Regions from separate parts of the Arachis hypogaea genome. Here regions 1 and 2 are each linked to region 3. A link is a contact called in public Hi-C data. All regions are on one chromosome and are shown on one strand. The core of a region is the stretch at or near the end of the contact, and the rest is flanking DNA. Distances in the headings are between cores, read along the strand shown.

What was found. A called contact is a pair of places that touch in the nucleus more often than the background predicts.
Region 1: a Hi-C map of leaf shows a contact between it and region 3, with 2.0 times the contacts expected there. The contact joins the promoter of LOC112763863 here to the enhancer-like site in region 3. A contact is called at or near these places in 2 of 8 Hi-C or Micro-C datasets (leaf and an unstated tissue).
Region 2: a contact with region 3 is called in a Hi-C map of an unstated tissue, with 6 times the contacts expected there. The contact joins two enhancer-like sites. A contact is called at or near these places in 4 of 8 Hi-C or Micro-C datasets (leaf and an unstated tissue).

The regions. Positions count from the first base shown.
Region 1 is chr17:124,965,702-124,968,401 of arahy.Tifrunner.gnm2.J5K5, forward strand. LOC112763863 (wall-associated receptor kinase 1-like) reads right to left here and starts at 1,264. Exons shown (of 5, transcript XM_072222030.1): 1 at 992-1,264; 2 at 567-898. The coding sequence starts at 1,264.
Region 2 is chr17:125,148,459-125,151,158 of arahy.Tifrunner.gnm2.J5K5, forward strand. No RefSeq gene overlaps it. Among protein-coding and RNA genes, the nearest start is that of LOC112766811, 21 kb to the left of the region's middle. Within about 2 kb of position 1,428, at least 2 of the 3 cell types and tissues checked have open chromatin away from gene starts, as enhancers often do.
Region 3 is chr17:125,083,998-125,086,697 of arahy.Tifrunner.gnm2.J5K5, forward strand. No RefSeq gene overlaps it. Among protein-coding and RNA genes, the nearest start is that of LOC112765342, 13 kb to the right of the region's middle. Within about 2 kb of position 1,349, at least 3 of the 3 cell types and tissues checked have open chromatin away from gene starts, as enhancers often do.

The DNA.
Region 1 (2,700 bases), core at 14-2,513, 120 kb before region 3:
AGTTTTTTGGCGGAGTTCAAAATGAAATTAATTAACTAAAATGAATCTAATTAACTAATTTAAAACACTTATTTTATCATAATATCAAGATCTTAAATATATCATCTTACTAATAAAAATTGTCATGCTAGCATTCTATGTTAGTATTGTATGTTAATGACAATTGAATTAAGATAGAGAGAAATTCTTAATTTATAAATTGGTCGACCAATTTAATTATTTTTAAAAGTCAAGGATTATTTTAGTTAGTCATGAAATTTAAAGTCAATGATAATTTTGGTTAAGAGTTAAAATTCAATTCTGTTGCGTTACTAACAGTATTTTTGTTTATTTTTGTCAACTCTTGTTTATAACTATATTTAATAGAAATGTCTTTGTAGATATATTTAATAAAAATATTTTTTTTATAATTGTATCTAATAGAAATATTTTTATAAATGTATTTTTTAAATGTATCTCTTTATACATATATTTAAAATATAATAATTAATTATTATTCACAATAAATTGATAAATAATATATTAGTACCCTATATTTTTCTTTATTTTATTATATTTGCATATACCTTTGGTGGCGGAAGTTGACAAGGTCTGCGGAGGAGAAATTGTAGGCTCCATCCTCCGCCACAAACGCATAGCCGCAGGAGTTGATGGAGGAAAAAATGGCGTTGTAGCTGTCAGCACCACTACTATAAGATCCAATACCAATATCCGATAGGCCATTCGCCGGTATTGGGCTCTGGCAACAACCGGCGCCGGTGCAGATCCCGCTAGTTGTTTCATTAACACTGAGGCACACTGAAAAGCACCCAGTGGCATAGTTTCTTCTCTCTATAACATTATACTCTACTATTTCTCCAATTGTGTTGCAACCAACGGCTGTGAGCTTGTTTTTACTCTATGAGAAGCCGAAGTGTGTCAAGTTGAAGATCTTATCGTAACTGGTTTCGTTGATTCGCGTGCCGTTGACGTCGTAGCAGCCTCTAGCTACTGCTGCTGAAACGCGCATTTCGCCGTCGTCGAGCGAGATGCTCAGCACGGTTGCGTTGTTGTGAGGCAAGTATGGGGTTGAAGTGTGGTTGCAAGAGATGAGGAAGGAGGTGTCGAGGGAACAGCTCTCGTCGGTGCCAAATGGGAACGGAATTTCGACGGAGCCACAGCGTTTTGTGCAATTTGAGTTTGGTTGAGTTACTGCATCTGCTGCACCACAAAGAATCCAAACAAGAACAAGAACAATATGCAGCAGATGTAGCTGTGAACCCATGATGATGACGATGATGATCACTTTGATTTTTCCAGGTGTATCATGCAAGCATGTAATATATATGCAGAGAAAGATGGATACAAAGGGCGCTACGTTTCTTTAATTTGTGGCCATTGCCGGTCAAAATAGGAGGGTGGGAATTTTCATACAAGAATTCTATATATCCAATCATATCGCTGCAGATGATATGTTAACTACCATGTTGTGAATGTATTATATGTAGTATGTAGAAAATATCCAATATATTAAGTTACACTAAAACACTAAAATCAGCCTAATATAAAATATATGTTAGAATATAAATAAATATTAAAAATAAATTAAATTATACATATATTTATACATAAATACATTAGTAACTGATTTTAATAGTAACTGATTTTAATAGTTAATTTTAATGTATAAATAATATTTTTAAAAAAAATATTTATGGTTATTGACCTTCAAAGGGAATCATCAAAATTTATTTAAAAATTTATTTTAAAAATATATTTATACATAAAAATTTGTAGTAATTGATTTTGACTATTAATTTTAAAAATAATACTACATATATAATAAGTAAATATTATTATTTTTTATTAATACTTGACTAACAATAATTTATATTGTACACAAAAAGTATATAATTTGTATTTATATTTATCAAAATTTTGCACATATGAATAAATACAGTTTACATCTATATTTTTTAAAATATATATATTAGTAAAATTTATTTGTTGAAGATAATTTAGTGTTTGTATTGGCCAAATAATAATAATAAAAAAATACTAAAATTATTGGCTCCAAAAGTTTTTTTAATTTTAATGTATATATAATATTTTTTTAAAAAATAGGCAAATATCTAAGAGTAAAGGGTTTGTTTGGATAATTTTTTAAGAATTTTTTTAAGTTATTTTTTTAAAAGATCTTATAAAAGAGTAAAAATAATTTTATGTTTGAATATCTCATGCAAAAATATCTTTTTATTTATCAATTATATTTGGGTATAACTATACAAAAGTCCTTATTTATTTATTTATTACATGAAAAATAGCTTTTTTTTAAATCTTTAAAAAAATGTAAATTATAATTTTTTAAAAAGATATTTTTTTGTGTGTTTTTACGTTTATTATTAAAAATTTATCAAATACGTTAAAAAATAAAAAAAATCTTTTTTATTAAAAAAATATATTCTTTTATCAATTTAATAACATCTAAACAAACACTAATGTTATACATCTAAATCTTTTTATGAATCAAGTCTAATTAAATTAAAGAATAAGATTTAAATTAATACTAGTTATAACTGAGTTTTATTATATTAGATCCATTTGATTAAATTAAATTAACAAAAAAAATTTGGATCGCATTATTCTATTTGAAAATTAAAATTAGGGGAGCTGATTAAGACTGGGAAGTGGGAACTCATAACGAAGACTTATACGTAATAA
Region 2 (2,700 bases), core at 178-2,677, 65 kb after region 3:
TGCACCATTTTCTATAATAAATTTCTCAGTTAATAGCTTTAACATGTGTCTTAGCTAAACTTTTTTTAGATATTAAAAAAACATTGTTGTATAAAAAGAGAGGAATTGCCTCATAAATTTTCCATACTCTCAGTAAATGAGTTTAGATAAAACTCTTTTATGGATTAATTATCAATTCAGTGTCTGAAAGATTTAACTGTTGATAAAAAAATTCTTTAAAAGATATTATCGACAAAACAATCACTGAATGATTTGAAAATATAACAAAAAAACTAACAAATGTTATATTTTTTTGTAAGTAATAAAAATTTTATATTTAGCAAACGGTTTATCCATTAAATCTAAATTTTTGTGACAACATTTGATTAAATATTTAAAATGGGCACAAAAAATTCAGAACAAAATTTAATCTCTAAATTTTTCTTTTTATTTTTCAAAAAATGTAATCATTTACAATAATTTTTTTAAAATATTCACTTGGCAAGAAATTAACAAATTTTAAAGATGAAGAGATTTTATTTTTTTAATAATATTTACAAAAATTTGTATCAAATAAAATTTGATCTCTAAAATTATTTTTTAGAATATATATTTAATATCTAATTTTTTTATCGTATTTTAAAATTTTTTAACAGTTTATTTATCGTTAATATCTTTTAGGGTTCGTTTTGTCTATCATCTTAGTAGTTTACTTAACTCTTTTCTTAAAAGCAAACACTAGATAGCATTCTTGATCAATTAATTCTACCTACATTCTTGACATTACCCTGCAAAATGCGAATGATGAAGAGTGAAGAGAATATATATGGTGGAATCGGATTGCTTGGAAGAAGTCATCAATGTTTGCAAATCAATCAGAACAGCACACGTTATACGTTATTATATTGCTCAAATGGAGATAGATGTCTAGAAAACTTGCTCCATATTCTTAACCCTCCCCTGAATCTCCAACCCCAGATGACGAACAAAGATTGGTATCTATTCTGCCCAATTCCATCCTATCAAGTATTGGGTAGTTGTTGATAACAATTTGGAAGGTAGGGAGTTGTAGAGTCTCAAAAAGTAAGTCACTACCAAAGTGATTTATAGATTTAGTATATCACATTTGAATTCTTTTGAGACATTGTGAATATGATTATTTAGTCAAAGAAGTGAGCTACTCGTCATTCTGTAATTATTATATTGCTTTATTAGTGAGCAGGTAATAATAATCAATAGCTACATTATATTCTTAAATTAGAATAGTAATTTTTTTTATTATGTATCACATTATCTAAAATTAAAAGTCTAATAGTCTTTATAACTATAAGACCATTTTTATTTTTTGAACTAATTTTGGGATAAGTTACATCCATTAACAGTTGGGCCCAGAATTCGTTGCTTTTTCCATATTAACGCGGAAACTTGTAAACAACATAATTAGATCTATCAACTATTCAAATTAGGCTACACTTTAATCTTTCTTCTTTCACTGTCTTCCGTTTTATGCATAATTAGATGCATTGGCTCTCATAATCTCCAACGTGGACCCATTCACGATATAACACGGGAAATTAATTTAGTAATATCTATATTACGTTGTGACAATTAAGATAGATGGAAGTGATGGTTATTGTAGGCGGTACTGAAATCCACATTGTCGTTATGAATGTAATAATAAAGTAACTGACTACATGCCAAATATTATTGTCACCATCTCACACTCAAAAAGGCCACTATTCCTTGCTTTCAACTTTGGCATCACACGCTTTCTTAGTAAAGTTCTGGAGAAATAAATTACTTGGACGTCATCTTATTATTGATAAAAAGTTAATTGGTTTTTACTCTTTGTCACTTTGTCCTATGGAATGATCGGAATATCCTCTCAAATCCAGCTAAAAAAGTATTCATTAACTAGAAAAAATATTACAAAAAAAATGTATATAACACACATTATTAAAAATATTAAAACTAAAAAATATTTTTAAAGATATTTTTTAACTAAATCTTGGACTGAATTATGTATGACATGTTTTATATTTATCGTTCCACCTATCATATAGTATAATCATAGTGTCGAATGAAGAAGATGATGAATTGTCATAAAGGAGTGAACACTCGTAAATTTAAGAAACTTCCACGACATAGTAGTCCAATAAGAACATAAATAGTATACTCGAAATACATATACAGTATGTAAAAAGGAACATAGCCAATATTCTAACCAAATGCTCCCCACAAATTACAAAATACAGCCATTACCCCCTTGAATTGATAATAAGCTACGAGGAACTAACAAGAGGAGAGGAGAAAGTGGTGTTTGTGTTTTGAAAAAGTTGAAAAATGGAGGAGGATGCTCATTTTTCTAAGTTGAAGGGTTTTCTTGTCTTTTTGGGTGTGTGATAATAACCTTAGAAGCTAAGGTTTATACGCGTTGTGAACTTGGCTTTCATCTTGAATAGAAAGCAGTGATGGTATTTGGAAATTAAAATAATAATAGGCTAACTACTCTGTATCAGAATACATGCTAATAATAAGGACCATAGGAAAATTAGCACAATGAATCAAACATTTGCAGCTTCTGTGAGTATACTATATTACATGGAATGGAAAGAGATGTAAGCATCAACTATGAGAATTGAGAAAGCTCTTAATTAGATGCAGGGGTGTACTGAGTTGTTACCATTGATGGATTTGAAGATGGCCTTAACAATGGAATCC
Region 3 (2,700 bases), core at 99-2,598:
AAAGATGAAACAGTCCAAGGAGATAAGAGGATTATCAATGTCTTCAACGAGATCCAAGTCCATATCGTTGTTATTAGAATTATTGGACGACGACACCACTTGTTTGACCACATTTTCATCAATCTTGGATCCAACTCTAAGCGTTCGAGTCATTGCTCTATGCCTCAACCCAGAAGAACATTGAAGCCTCCCTAAGTTGTTGTTTGGACTCGCACCTGCTTTGTTATTATTCCTCGAAGAAGCACAACAACGAGAACAAGACTGAACTGAACTAACCTTAGGGCTACCATTCATTCGCTTCGAAACAGTACTAGTGTCCATGGAGGAAGAATTTGCAGAATATTTGTAGTAATCACCTCCATTAGTATTGATGAACCTTGTGCTTGGAGATGGTGATGAATCTTTTCTGAAACTCTTCTGCCTCGTTAGATTTGTTGGTGAGTTTGAGCGCAGTCTCTTGTGAGTAGAGGAGGAAGCAAGAACCTTGTTATGAGTTTTTTGGTTGTTAGAGAAGGAAGGAGAAGTAATAGCGTGATGATGGGTGAGGGAGTTGATGCGTGAGATTTGTGGGTTGTCCTTGTAGCAAGACAAAAGGAATTCGTTGGAGAATGATCTGTCCTTGGAGGTGAAGGAAGAAGCACTTGACAAGGAGGAGGAGGAGGAAGAAGAGGAGATGGTGGTGGTGGTGGTAGTGGTGGCGGCGGTGCATGTGAAGGAGGAAGTAGGAGAAGGTGGTGAAGGAGAGATTTTATATTTTGGAGGAAGAAGAATAATGGGTGGTGGTGAAGCTTGGGAGATGACAAGCTTGTCTTGAACAACATTCTTGGTGTGTTGGGGTTTGCATTTGCTAATGCAAGAACCCATAGTTAATTTGAGAAGAAGAATTGAACAAGGTAGAGGAGAAGAAGTTAGTTTAGTATATAGTATAGCATAGGCTAGTTTGAAAAAATCAATATCTTCATTTACTTTACTTTTTGCGTTTGAATTTGGTTGCCGGGGGGGACTGGATGGGTTCCGTTGCATAACGGTTATGCTCCTGGTGGTGCTTGTTATCATCGCTCTTTCACTTTTGCTTTTACTTTTGAGCTTTTGAGGGAGGGAGGGAGAGATTTTTTTTTTTTTTTTAATCTCCATATGAGTCTGGTCAAGTAGTTACTGTATTCATCATAAGCGGAATTCAAACAGCTGACAGTTGTTTAAACAGAGGAATGAGCTGACTAGTTGACTAACTTAAATTGATTAGGAAGGTACTCTTTGTTTGTGGTTTTGCTGTTTTGGACCAACTAACATCATTTATTCATGATTTCTTTTTCAGCCCACCAACGCAGCAAATCTCATCCAAGAAACATTGGATATATAAATTGTCCTCTCTTATGTCTTGTTCTTGGGCATACTTGATGACCCAATTAATTGTTTACGGATCCTGACCAAAAATAAATAAGGATAAAATATAGATTTTTGTAACTAACTGTTAATTGTGTTTCTATATCTTTTTAAAACTATTTATTGCCATAAACTCTACAGACTTGACCAGAAAAAAAAGCCTCTACAGACTTTACTCCCAACCATTTACTTCATTTCTATTGTTGGATTACTCGAATTGTTAAGATATTAGTTAGAGCTCACTATTGTTGATCAAATAAGGTGATTTACCATCTATTTTAGAAAATGTTCCAGAGCAATTAATTTATACGATTTGTGGATATCTGAAACTTTAATTTAATTTAATTTAATTTAATGTGTAATTGTTTTACGGATCGTATTCTTAACGTGTTATGTAGAGAGATTTCTTTTGATTTATGATGACACCGGTATGTAGTAAGTTGCTATTCGGTTAGACCTATTACAAGCTGCATGAGACTTCAAATGGAATATAAATAAAACTCTTTCTAGTGTAAGTGTGTATATATAGTATAAGACCCAAAAAAATCTAAACCCTCTGTATTTTTTACATTAAGTCTGATTGGTTATATAAATAATGAGAAGTTACCCTATCAATTTTCAAGTACCAAGAGTAAGTTCTTGATGTAAGAAAGGAAGAAGTAGAAACTGAGGAGAGAAAATAAGAGATGAAAACTTGAAGAATATTAATTGTAATTTGTGAAATCTAAATCTATCTTAGTTTCTCAGTGTTACTTATGCAGCTTATATACTATGAGTTAGTTAAAAGATCTTAATAGCTTGCATTGCATGTTATGGAAATAACTGAATATGTTAAATCAGTTTTATTCCCAGAACAGAATTGCTTGCTCTGTGTGCTAAGTAACAGCTTTATTTGTTATGTTCCATGGCATTCTGTGCTTGGCTTCATTAATTAGACCGTGTTTGTTACCTTGGCATTAAATTAAATTTAGTTCATTGTTTTGCTCCAAAACTATTATGAATACCATTGAAAGAAGATACAGTAATCAAAACTTTAACCTTATATGGATACAAAATATGTGGATACATAAATTTAAAATTCATATAAGATATGAAATACAGTATATAAAACATAAAATATTATTTAGATAAATTATAATGCTATTTTAGTATTTTATTGATATTAAAATATAAATTAATTTTTAAATTATTTTTAATATTTTTTTAATTATATAAAGTATTTAAAATATTTTATTTTAATAATATTATTTCTAAACTTATTTTAAAAATATACGTTAAAAATAAGATTGGACATACTGACATGTAATGATATTTATG